Regions from separate parts of the Arachis hypogaea genome. Here region 2 is linked to region 1. The links are chromatin contacts, called in public Hi-C maps. All regions are on one chromosome and are shown on one strand. The core of a region is the stretch at or near the end of the contact, and the rest is flanking DNA. Distances in the headings are between cores, read along the strand shown.

The links. Hi-C and Micro-C count contacts between places; a contact is called where the count stands out from the background.
Region 2: a Hi-C map of an unstated tissue shows a contact between it and region 1, with 4 times the contacts expected there. The contact joins the promoter of LOC112754228 here to the promoter of LOC140179723 in region 1. A contact is called at or near these places in 3 of 8 Hi-C or Micro-C datasets (leaf and an unstated tissue).

The regions. Positions count from the first base shown.
Region 1 is chr16:28,151,215-28,156,977 of arahy.Tifrunner.gnm2.J5K5, reverse strand. It overlaps LOC140179723 (probable inactive ATP-dependent zinc metalloprotease FTSHI 2, chloroplastic), which reads left to right and starts at 3,140. Exons shown (of 6, transcript XR_011873545.1): 1 at 3,140-3,753; 2 at 3,845-3,985; 3 at 4,072-4,230; 4 at 4,340-4,842; 5 at 5,151-5,194; 6 at 5,534-5,763.
Region 2 is chr16:28,321,302-28,327,190 of arahy.Tifrunner.gnm2.J5K5, reverse strand. It overlaps LOC112754228, which reads right to left and starts at 2,888. Exons shown (of 6, transcript XM_072220147.1): 1 at 2,609-2,888; 2 at 2,109-2,169; 3 at 1,917-1,984; 4 at 1,405-1,505; 5 at 1,226-1,313; 6 at 517-1,119. The coding sequence starts at 2,162. The coding sequence ends at 1,002.

The sequences.
Region 1 (5,763 bases), core at 1,891-4,390:
TTTATAATAAATTATTTTGTGTTTGGATTTTTAACTCTAAAAGTGCTTATTTTATAGAAATGTGATGAAAAGTAGAAGTATTATGAGAAAAGTCATTTTTTTTTTAACTTCTCTATAAACTCCTAAATAACTTCTTAAAAAGTTGCAATTTGATTTTAAAAATTACACTAGACATTAATACTAGTACTTTTCATAAGTCAAAAATTAAAAAAAAATACTTCTAAAGTTTCCAGACGGGCCCTTATTAATTTGGACTGATAGGTGAAGAATTACTCCTTGATTATGACTTTGTTTTAAACTTTAAAATCATGATCTTAACCAAACAAAAAAAAATTAATCATGACAAAAAAAGAACCAAATTATGGGGAGACGAGAATAGCCATTTAAGTATGAAACAATGTGGCACAAGAAGCAAAGTACCGGTTAAATGGAGACCTCTACCACAGAGCTGGCTCAAGTTGAATACAGATGCGGTCTTCTCAAACGTAACCAAAACAGGTGCAGCAGCTGCAGTGATCAGAGACCACCAAGAAAACGTTCTAGGAAGAACAGTTAACAAAATCACAGCTCAATCAACGTTGTCAGCAGAAGCACAAGCGATTAGAGAAGCTATAATCCTGGCCAATAACCTAGGAATTCAAAAGGTTACCATTAAATCAAACAATCAAGTGCTAGTTCAAACTCTCAAAACAGGAAGTATAATCTGGGAGGTAGACCCAATAATCCAGGACATCAGAACAATCCAAAGAAAAAAGGTCAAATTGCGGTTTTACCTGGATGCCTCGTGACAGAAACAAGCTGGCGCACACATTGGCACAGTTAAATTACCAGAACCAGCTTCTCAATTCATGGACTACTAATCCCCAAGCTCAGGTAGCAGACATTATCAAAAAGGAGAGGTCGGGGATCCCCCATTTTAGTCCCGTCCAATCCTTTTGAGTGCAACCCAGCGATGGGTTCAAAAGCCAAAGACCAGAGTTGGAAACAAAGTTCTCCAGTCGCATCGTTCTGTAATCAAGGATGGAACTCGCAGCCATGAGCCTGTAATGCTCATCCGTGGGATTAGATTGTCATTGGAACCTGAGAATCCTTGTACCTAACCAAAGCAATGCATCACTTTTGGAATTGCATCCTTCTCCCTGACAGGCGAGCCATCTCCTTCATCTTGCACAGCAGTAGCCAAAGTAGCATTGATTCACCATTGGTACCATTTCGGAATCAGCTATAGAAAGAGAATGAAAGAATTTGGGGAGTGAGCGTAGTTGATGCGGGAAGCACATATTGAAAATTGAATGGAATTGGGCATAGTTGCATGGGGGGCACAATTTGAAAATGATCAAAGCTAACAGGGAGACATAATTTGTTTGAGGGAGAGCGGGTTTGGGTGGGTATTGGGTTTGGTTCCTCTCGGGTTGCGCGGTTCTCACCAAGTCCAAAAAAAAAAAGCATGAAACAATGTGGAGTATCCACCTTGAGTTTGAAACTTTTTGTCAAGATGAACTAGAATGATCAGGGCCAATTGGGACCAACCTTAAAGGATGTTGCTAGCAAGCTCTTAAAGTGGAATAGAGACGTTTTTAGCCACATCGAAAAGACTAAAATTAGGCTTCTAAACAAAATAGGATAAATATAAAGATCACCCAACTATGGTTCAAATCGCCATCTTGACAAACTAGAGAAGAACCTTAATAAGGAGTTACAGAAAATCTTAAACAAGGAGGAGGTTATGTGGATGCAAAAGCCTCGAAAGGTTTGAATTGTTAAGGAAGATCGGAGTACTTGATATTAGCACACCAAAACAATCACTACAAGAAGAAAGAATTGCATTATAAAGTTGAAAGGCCTCTTGGGAGAGTGGATAGAAGATGAAGCAGAATTAGCGAAACATAGAGTAGAATTTTACAACAATCTCTATGAGGAAGAGGGAAGCATCTATGATTAAATCAACACACGCAACAATACCCTCCTATCAATGCAGAAAAATATATTAGCTCTACCATTCCAATAGAGAGTGGGATTAAGCGAGCCAAATTCAACATAGATTCCCTAAAGGATCCTAGGCCAAATGGGTTTCTGTCCTTGTTCTACAAAGATAACTGGAAGACTATTAAAGGGAGTGTTATTCACTAATGAGAAAAGTTTGGTTGGATCCTAATCTGATTGAACATATAAATAAGACTTTGATCGCCCTCATACCCAAAATATAGATGCCAGAGCACATATCTCAATTTTGTCCTATTGCATTGTGCAATGTTTGCTACAAATGCATGACTCAAATCTTAGTAGAAAGAATAAAGCTAGCTTTAGAGAACCGGATCATCCCTTATCAATCTAGTTTTGTACCTAGTCGAAGAATCCAAGATAACATTCTTATTGCAAAAGAGATCACACATATAACGAAGAAAGTCAGGAAAAAAGAGGTTTTATGGCAATAAAATACGATTTCAAAAAAGCATATGATAGTCTAAGATGAGAGTTTTTTCAGGATTGTCTTAAAGAGTTTGGGATTCTAGACTATCTCAGCAAGATCCTTATGACTTGTATCTCTATAGTCACTTATAATGTTCTTTGGAATGGAACAAAAACAAATGATTTTACTCCTTCAAGAGATATTAGACAAGAGGAACCAATATCCCCTTACCTCTTTGTCATAGTTATGGACAAGCTCTTTCAAGCTATAAAGGACAGCGTGGAGGAGCTAAGATGGAAGCCTATCAGAGTTGGTCAGAATAGACTAGCCATTTTACACCTCCTTTTCGCTGATGATTAATTGATTTTACGGAGGTTAACATGGAACAGATGGAGAACATAGAGAGAACTATAGATTGATTTTGCAGTGCATCAGGACTAAAAATTAGCGAGGCCAAAAATCACCATTGTTTTCTCGAACAATGTCAAAAGAAAATAAAGGAAAACTATTAAAAGAAAATGCCATTTTCAAGAGCAGCAATGTCTAAGGAGATACCTAGGAGTCAAACTCACAAACCAAAGGAAGGGCAAGAAAAGTTCAAAAATGTTTTGGATCGAGTCAAAGAAATTGCAAGGGTGGAAAGCTCAATGCCTTTCATTGGTTGGGAGAGTTACCCTAGCCAAATCAGTCTTGAGTTCTATAGTGAACTTTGAAATGCAACATTCCAAGGTGCATAACGGGATTTGCAAGGAGATAGAGAAATTACAGCAAAAATTCATATGGAGAGAAATGTAAGAGCAGAGAAAATTTCTTCACATCAGTTGGAAAACATTATGCCTCCCCAAAGAACAAGGACGACTGGGGTGCAGAAAATTACAAGTTGTTAATGAAGCTTTCCTCCTAAAAATTCACTAGAGACTAAGGATGGAGACTAAATCATTATAGGTTCAAGTCTTTTTTCATAAGTACAATAAAGGGGAGCCATTAAGGTAGGATATGGTCAGCAAAAGATCGAACTCAGCTCTATGAAAGAAACTTGCTAAATACAAAGGAAATTGGATGAGAAAATTGGGTAGGCCTTAGACATTGGGGAGCAAATTATCTTTTGGAAGGATGAGTGGATGAAAGGAGATGGAAGCTTATAAAGCTTGCAATAGTAACAGTTTCAGATACAGAGAAAAATCTCTCAGCAATACAATTTGTAAATAACTTAAGTGAATGGAATTTAAATCTACTCAACAAATATCTCCCTAAACAAATCGTTGAAACTCTAAACATCAGACCTGCTCCTCCTCTACTATGTTACATCTGTGGTTTTCAACTTCAGGCTTCAATTTTCTCAAGTATACAATACTGTTTATGGTTATCCTTTCAAAACTTGGCCATTGTGATTTTTGACTAATCTTCTTCCTTTCCCTTGTGATACTTTGATAGGTCCATGCTCATAAAAATCCAATGGCAGAAGATGTGGACTATTTTGCTGTTGCTAGGAGGAATGATGGCATAGTCGGTGCAGAGTTAGCTAACATAGTTGAGGTTGCTGCCATCAACATGATGCGGGATTCAAGGACTGAGGTAATATCTCCTATTGAAAAGGATTTAATACTCAGACCACCAATTGTAGCTTGCATACTTTTATTTACTACTTTTCATTGTGGCAGATTACTACTGATGACTTGTTACAAGCTGCACAAATGGAAGAAAGAGGAATGCTGGATAAAAAGGAGAGAAGCATGGAGACTTGGAAGCAAGTAGCTATTAATGAGGCTGCAATGGTTGTCATAGCTGTGAACTTCCCTGATCTTAAAAATATCGAGTTTGTATGGAATTTACACTATATCCACTTTGTAATTGACATAATCTCACCTTATCTGATTGATTGTTGGTAGAAAAAATTGACATTTTAGCTTTATGTTGCTTTTGATGCAGGTCACAATTGCTCCCAGAGCTGGTAGGGAATTAGGTTATGTGCGGGTGAAGATGGATCCTATCAAATTTAACGAAGGAATGCTCACGTATGGATTCTTTGCTTAGACCAATTAAACTGCATTACATTGCACTTTTACAGAATTGTGTTTAGAGCCTTTCATTGTTTCTCTAATTTGTAACTACTAATGTCATGCAGTCAATAATCTGTCCTAGATCATATTACCGTTCAACTAGCTTCCCGTGCAGCTGATGAAATTTGGTTTGGGAGTGATCAAATAAGATAAAATTTCCACTTGCTTTCCTTAAGTTTCCTCACTCCTTTTTATTTGCTTCATTGGTTCTTTTTGGTTGCTGTTTTAACTTGTTTTACAATATTTCAGTTGAGTACGATATGGGCCGAAACTGCAGACAAAGCGAGGTCTGCAGCAAGGATATTTGTTCTTGGTGGGCTTTCAGAGAAGCACCATGGAATTACCAATTTCTGGGTGGCAGACCGAATAAACGTATGGGTTCTCTCTCTCAAGATTTCTTTCATCTGGTGTACTTGCATGGCTCCATAAAACCAATACCTCCCAGCATTCTTGACCTTAGAGCTGCCAAGCACAGAAAATTCCAACAACTTCGTAATGATGAAAATCAGACAGCTTTAAAGAGCAACTCTTAAGAAATGCCACAACCAGTTTTGAGACTAGTTTACTTTATAGTCATATTTATTGTACCTTATTCCTGTAGCATACTGAAATCTGTGTTGATTTCCATTTGATTTCCTAATGAAAATTTTTTAATTGGACTATAGGATTTGCTTTTGCAGATTTAATTGGGAAATGTCAGTGCCGAGTGCCAACAAATACTCTGGTATGTAGCTCAAACCTCTTGTCTATTTGTATTCTCTAAACTCAAACTTGTCAAATATGTATAGGTTGCAATTTAATTATCTGGTCTTTGAATTTTATTCCATTGACTTTGCTATGATACTTTTAGCAATAGTTTTCTCTGCATGAGGTACCGAGGTTGAATGTTAAGGCAGTGGAATCTGATCCTGGTTTTTTAATTTCTTTCACTTTAAGCAAATAATATTAATACCTTTGTAACATGAGTCATAGGTTTATATAAAACATTGCTGTTTAAGTGTTTATCATTCAAATAAATAAAGTATGCAGAACAAGAAATCACCAAGTCCTACAATGTTTACAGTCAACATGGGACAAAGATAAATTCAAGTTCTAGTAAGACTGGACATTTTATGCGAAACTTGATTATGGAGATGTAAACCGTTCAACTCTGCCACCTTGATGAATTTGTCACCACGACAAAGTCAACTTTCAAATGACAGAATCTGGAGGTATTAATCCAAACATTTTCTGACACGTGGAATTCAACTTGAAAATAGTTAAGTGGGTTCCTGTTTCTATATATAATAAATA
Region 2 (5,889 bases), core at 1,639-4,138, 170 kb before region 1:
TCGAATTTCAAGGTGCAAGATGTTTGGAGGGATGGCAGGTGGTGTTTAAAGAAGTGTTATTCCTCTATTCCTGATAATGTGCGGGTTGAGTTTAGCAGATACAATTCTATTGCTAGTTGGATATGGGGATATTCTAACTTTTATACAGCCAAGAATGGTATGATTGGGTTGCACAAAGGATTTTTAAATGGCAACATAACAATAATTGGCAGTGGGTATGGAGATTAAAAATTTCGAAAAAGATCAAATTTCTTGTGTGGCTTGCTCTTCATAAGGCTTTGTCTACTGCATCTTTATGAGCTAAAAGAGATCTTACTAATTCTGAAATTTGTCCTCGATGCTACAATTGAGTGGAGTTTGTTTTTCATTGTTTGCGTGACCGCTGGCTAAAAATATGTGGCATAGTGGAGTTTGTTTTTCATTGTTTGCGTGACCGCTGGCTAAAAATATGTGGCATAGGATTGGTTTGTTTTAAATGTTAAGAAGGATAATTTCCTTTTCTTGTCTGCTATGTGGTGGATTTTGCGAAGCCGGAACAATGACATTTTCAATTATGATCAACTTTGGTCTCCAACTAAACTTCAAATCCTTATATATAATTTTTGTCAAGATTTCAACAAATCAGTTCCCCTCCTTTTTTGTTGATTGATTGGGTAGTTCCACCAGTGAATAAGTTCAAGATAAACTATGATGCTGATTTTATGGGAGATATTGGGAATTAAGCTTCAAAGTGGTCTCTGAAGTTGCACACGAACCTCATAGTAGTCCCTGAACTTAAAAGTTACCCATATTCATCTTTGAAGTTGCACTCTGGGACTCAGACTCGTCCTTCTGGCACATTTCGTCCTTCCGGCACATTTCGTTCATCTGGCGCTACCGAAAAGCTGAGTTGGCCTCCTTCGTGACACGTTGGCAAAGAAACGGCTAGCTGACATGGTAGAGTAAACTGTTCTGATTCAATTTAGTCCCTCAATTCAAGTTTTTAACCCTAATCCCCAATTTTAAAGAACCATCTCCACAATGTTCACGACTCTTCTCTTCGATTCGATTCTCTTCTTTTGTCTTCTCCATCTTCTCTTATCAAATAGTTCAAAGCATGGATAGCCATCACCACAAATGCTGCATATAAGTACTCTTACTACGTCATTTTTTGAATTGGATACCATTATAAGCCCCTAAATAAAAAAAAAAGAGCATTTTTTATGAATAGAAAGAGTGTATCTACCAACTAGCAACTTCCATGAGCTTCAAATGCCCTTCGTGTAATAGATTAAAAGAACCGGGTAGAATTATTTTTCTTTCTGCTGGTATCTCTGAAAGCAAAAGATTAAAAAAATAACCAATAAAAGGTGAATATAATTGTAACTGCATTAATGTTGGTACACCTGAAACATTTAACCGTACCACTTGAAAATGGATAGATTTTAAAGCCTATTTGACAAAGTTGTTCTAACTCTTGCTCTTCATTGAATTGCTTTTCACATTCTTCAGTTACAACTGATTCACTGAAATCAAGGATAGAGGTCGTTGGAACTTTGCATGCCTTTGAAATGGAAATGGATCCTCTTTCAGTTTTTTTAACACTTGACAGAATCCAGTATGGATATTTCACCTTTGATTCTATAAGTGAGACCAAAAATAAATAAGAGAGAGAGAGAGTAATGAATGGTTAGATTAAATACTGCACACCATTCAATTTTTTTTTTTTTCATTGGAGAGGATCCACTCCCCTTTGCAATAGCCTAGAAACAAAACAGAAGATTAAAAAAACCGACTAAAAAAAATTAAGACAAATCTAGACACCAAAATTCTTATGCATAACCTCAAAAAGTAAGAACAATAAAAATGAATAAAAGAAAATAAACAACTCATAACTGCAAATAAATAACAATAAAAATGACAACTTTTCTTCACACCTGTAACACACCTTGAGCAAAAGTTGACTGGAAACTCTGTCCTCCTCTTCTTCTCTAGTATGAAGTCCCTAAATTAGAAAGTTTGCAAAGTGAATCAATCTAAATCAGCACTTGAACCACGTGATTATCACATGTTTATATTATGTTAAGACCCATCATAGAGAACAAAGATGAGGGTATAGGTAACAATACCTTAGTAAGGGTCACTCCTGAAATCCAAAGTCGGTCAGCGGTTCTTGTCGACATATAAAATCTAGAAATGAACATAAAAGGCGGAGTTCAGATGGTACTAGTCCTCCAGTTAGGTGATAGCAAGCTAAAGTGGTCTAATAATAAGCCTAATGTGGTAGAACATAAACTTTGTATCATTGTTCATGTGTTAATATCAAACCAAGTTGGTGCTTTATTAACTAATTTCTGTTGTAGTAGATAATAGTATTTTGCATATTGTTGAACTTGTGCAGTCTACTACTGGCTTGAAAAGTGAGAACTAAACTTCAATATTCAATTGCTTCCAAAAGGTTCCAGCAGCTTCTCTTCTGGGTTAGTTTCATTACACTATTACAGTAGGTTGTGTGTTGCATAATTCAGTTTATTGGCATAAACAAGATAAAAGAACCATTCAGGAGGTGCATACAGATATAGTGATGTTGATAAGACTTTTGTAGATGGTATATAAAACTAGATAATACCTGTGCTCTCCAAGTTTAGAACGAGTGGTAGCCAAAGAACCAGTGAATCCCACACCAACAACAGGGGATCCTAATCACCAACAAGTAAATGCATAATACATTAGTTCATAACTGTAAGAAACATTTCATCGAATTCTGCCACAAACACTATAATTATCAGATAAGTGATTAAAAAAACGTGGCTTGGAAGAGCACGATTGTAAGCCAACAAAGCTATATCTTCAGCAGTCTGTTGACTGTAAAACCGAAGAGAAGAGAAGAGTGTGAGCATTGTGGAGATGGTTCTTTAAAATTGGGGATTATGATTTTTAACTTGAATTGAGGGACTAAATTGAATCAGAACAGTTTACTCTGTCACGTTAGCTAGTCATTTTTTGGCCAACGTGTCATGAAGGAGGCCAACTCAGCTTTCCGGTAGTGCCAGATGGATGGAATGTGCCGGAAGGACGAGTCTGAGTCTCGGAGTACAACCTTAGAGATGAATATGGGTAATTTTTAAGTTCAGAGACTACTATGAGGCTCGAATGCAACTTCAGGACTACTTTAAAACTTAACTCAAGATATTGGTTCATCGGGTTTTGGTTGTATCATCAGAAACTCAGTTGGCGAGTGGGTGAAATGTTGTGTTGGTCCTCTTTCATTTAGTTTAGTTCTTAAAGGGGAACTTTTTGCTATTTGGCGGGATTTGACTATGGTTTGGGAGATAGGTCTTTGTGATGTTATTTGTGAAATGGATTGTCTGGATACTGTTCTTATACAAGCTACAAATACCTCCGTTCATGCCTTGGATAAATATATTATGGGTAAAGTACTAAATTAGTTTTCTATGTTTGGACGTAATCCTGTTTTGGTCTTTAAGGTTTCATTTAATTTCAATTTAGTCCCACCTGAGATAAAAAATAATTAATGGAATGTCCTACATGACCGTAGTACAAGAACAAGGTCAATAATTTGGAGAACAAGTATAAGATCCAAAGACACAAAATCAACTGTGGATGCATTAATACATTTATTTACCATTCTCCTTAGTTCTATAAAAAATATTTCATTTAAATATTTCAAAACGTGAATCTCCCATCTCTATTAATATATAAATCGTCTCAAGGCTTTACTTTTGATAATATGTAAATCATCGCATCCTAGGACGATTTATGCATTAAATTTATTTTAGAAATGCACATAAATTATTCTAGTGCTTTGATCTTTTCAAATTGAATATAACTCGTCCAAGGAAGCATGGTTTATAATGTTTTTCATCTAAAGCAATGTAAGATAACACGATTTATGTGCAAAAGAGTAACTCACAGTATCCTACCACAATTTACGTGCAAATGAGATAGCTCATAATACCTTAACATGGTTTATAGTGTTTATAATTTTTTTTTAACCTATTTTTTTGGTTAAATTTTAAGCTAATCCATTTTAAACAAAATTTTAAGCTAATCTATTTTAAACAAAATTTGTAAACATAAAAGAGACAGAGAATAATGTAAGATAAACTTAAATAAGTATAATTTCTTTAATTTGATAAAGAAAAATATTGTATTTTTTTATTTAAGTCTTATACAAAATTTTTAAATTTTTTTTGTCACTTATTTTTTATTAAATTTTAAGCTAATTCATTGAAAAATTGTAAAAAGAACACAAATTTTTAAAATAACGAAATTTTGCAAAAATAACACATACATAAAGTTTTAAAAAATATAATATAAATTATAACTATACAAAAAAATACTACACTATTGATAGAAGAAAGACCAAAGACTTATTTACCAAAAAGTACTGGTTTTTAAAAGTTGAAAAATAAATACTTATTGGAGATTTGGTTGAAAAAAAAATCATTTAAAACTAATGATGTTTAAAATAATATTAATTTTTGACCATTTCAAGTTGCATTTTATTTTAGTTAGATTAAATAATATTTATACAAGTAATTAGACATGTAACATTTATTCTTAAATGTGTTAAATATTTATTATTAATTTTTTAACACAAAAAAAAATTAAAATATATTTTCTTTTAATATAAGACACTTAATCACTTATTATGAAAATGCGTGTGTATATACTATATACAAGGGCTAACTAATTTTTTTATTTAAATTAATATAATTTTTTATTAAAAAATATCATATAAATATTAAAAATTAGTTTTTTTATTATTTTTTTTGAATATGTATAATGTTTTTTTTCCAATACTCTCACCCATATTATTATTTTTATAAAATTCTTTTTTTTTATCGTTATTGTTATTTCTTTTTTATATGGAACATTTTTTATTTTGTATTATGATTCTATTAATTTTAATAGAGTATTAAAGAGGACTGAGAATACTAAAAAAAATTAAAATTTATTTAAATATCTAAAATAAAATTATAAAATAACATAAAATAATTATTTAAATTTATGTCATTTTTTATAATTTTTATCTAAAAATAATTTTAAAAAATGTAATCTAAACAATATTTAATTTATTATAATCTATTTTAAATAAAAATTATTAAATATAAACTACGTTAATACTAACTCACTTTTGATTAAAATTAATTTTACAAAATCAATTTTAAATTTGGTTTACGAGAATTTAGTAATATTAATTTTTTTATTTTATTTAAATAAAAAAAGTGGCAAAGTCGCGATTTAAAATTTCAATATTTCTTTTTGGATCTATTAAAACTTCTGGAGCTAGTCATTAAAAAAAATTTCTGGAGCCGGGCGAGGTTATTTAGAGGGGTGAGTACGGGTCGGTTTGGTTCGAATTTATGGTAAAATTAGAATCGAATCGATCAAAATGTAATTGGTTCGGTTTAGTTTGGATTTACATTTTTTTGTACATGTACCCGAACCAAACCAAACTGATTAAGATCGGATTGGTTCGGTTCGGGTAATTGGGTATCCGATGACTTTGAAATTCATAAAAAAACCAAATTTTTATCTTAAAAATTCAACAAGTACAATAAATATGTAACATCAATAGAAATAATTCAAACATATTAAACACCAAATACATTAAAAACTAAACTCATTAAAATCCAAACATATTAATAATGTATAATCATTGTGAAAAAACCATATACATTTTTTTATTTTTTTTATTTAATTAATATATGATTGGGTTCGCGGGTTGGTTCAGATTCCGCACCCGCAAAATCGATACCCGAACCAATCACTAATAAAAATCATCGGTTTGGTTCGGATTTGACCCAATTACCCATTAATTTTAGAACCAATTTAATTGGTTCGGTTCGAGTTCGGACAGGTAATCGGGTACCCGCTACCCGT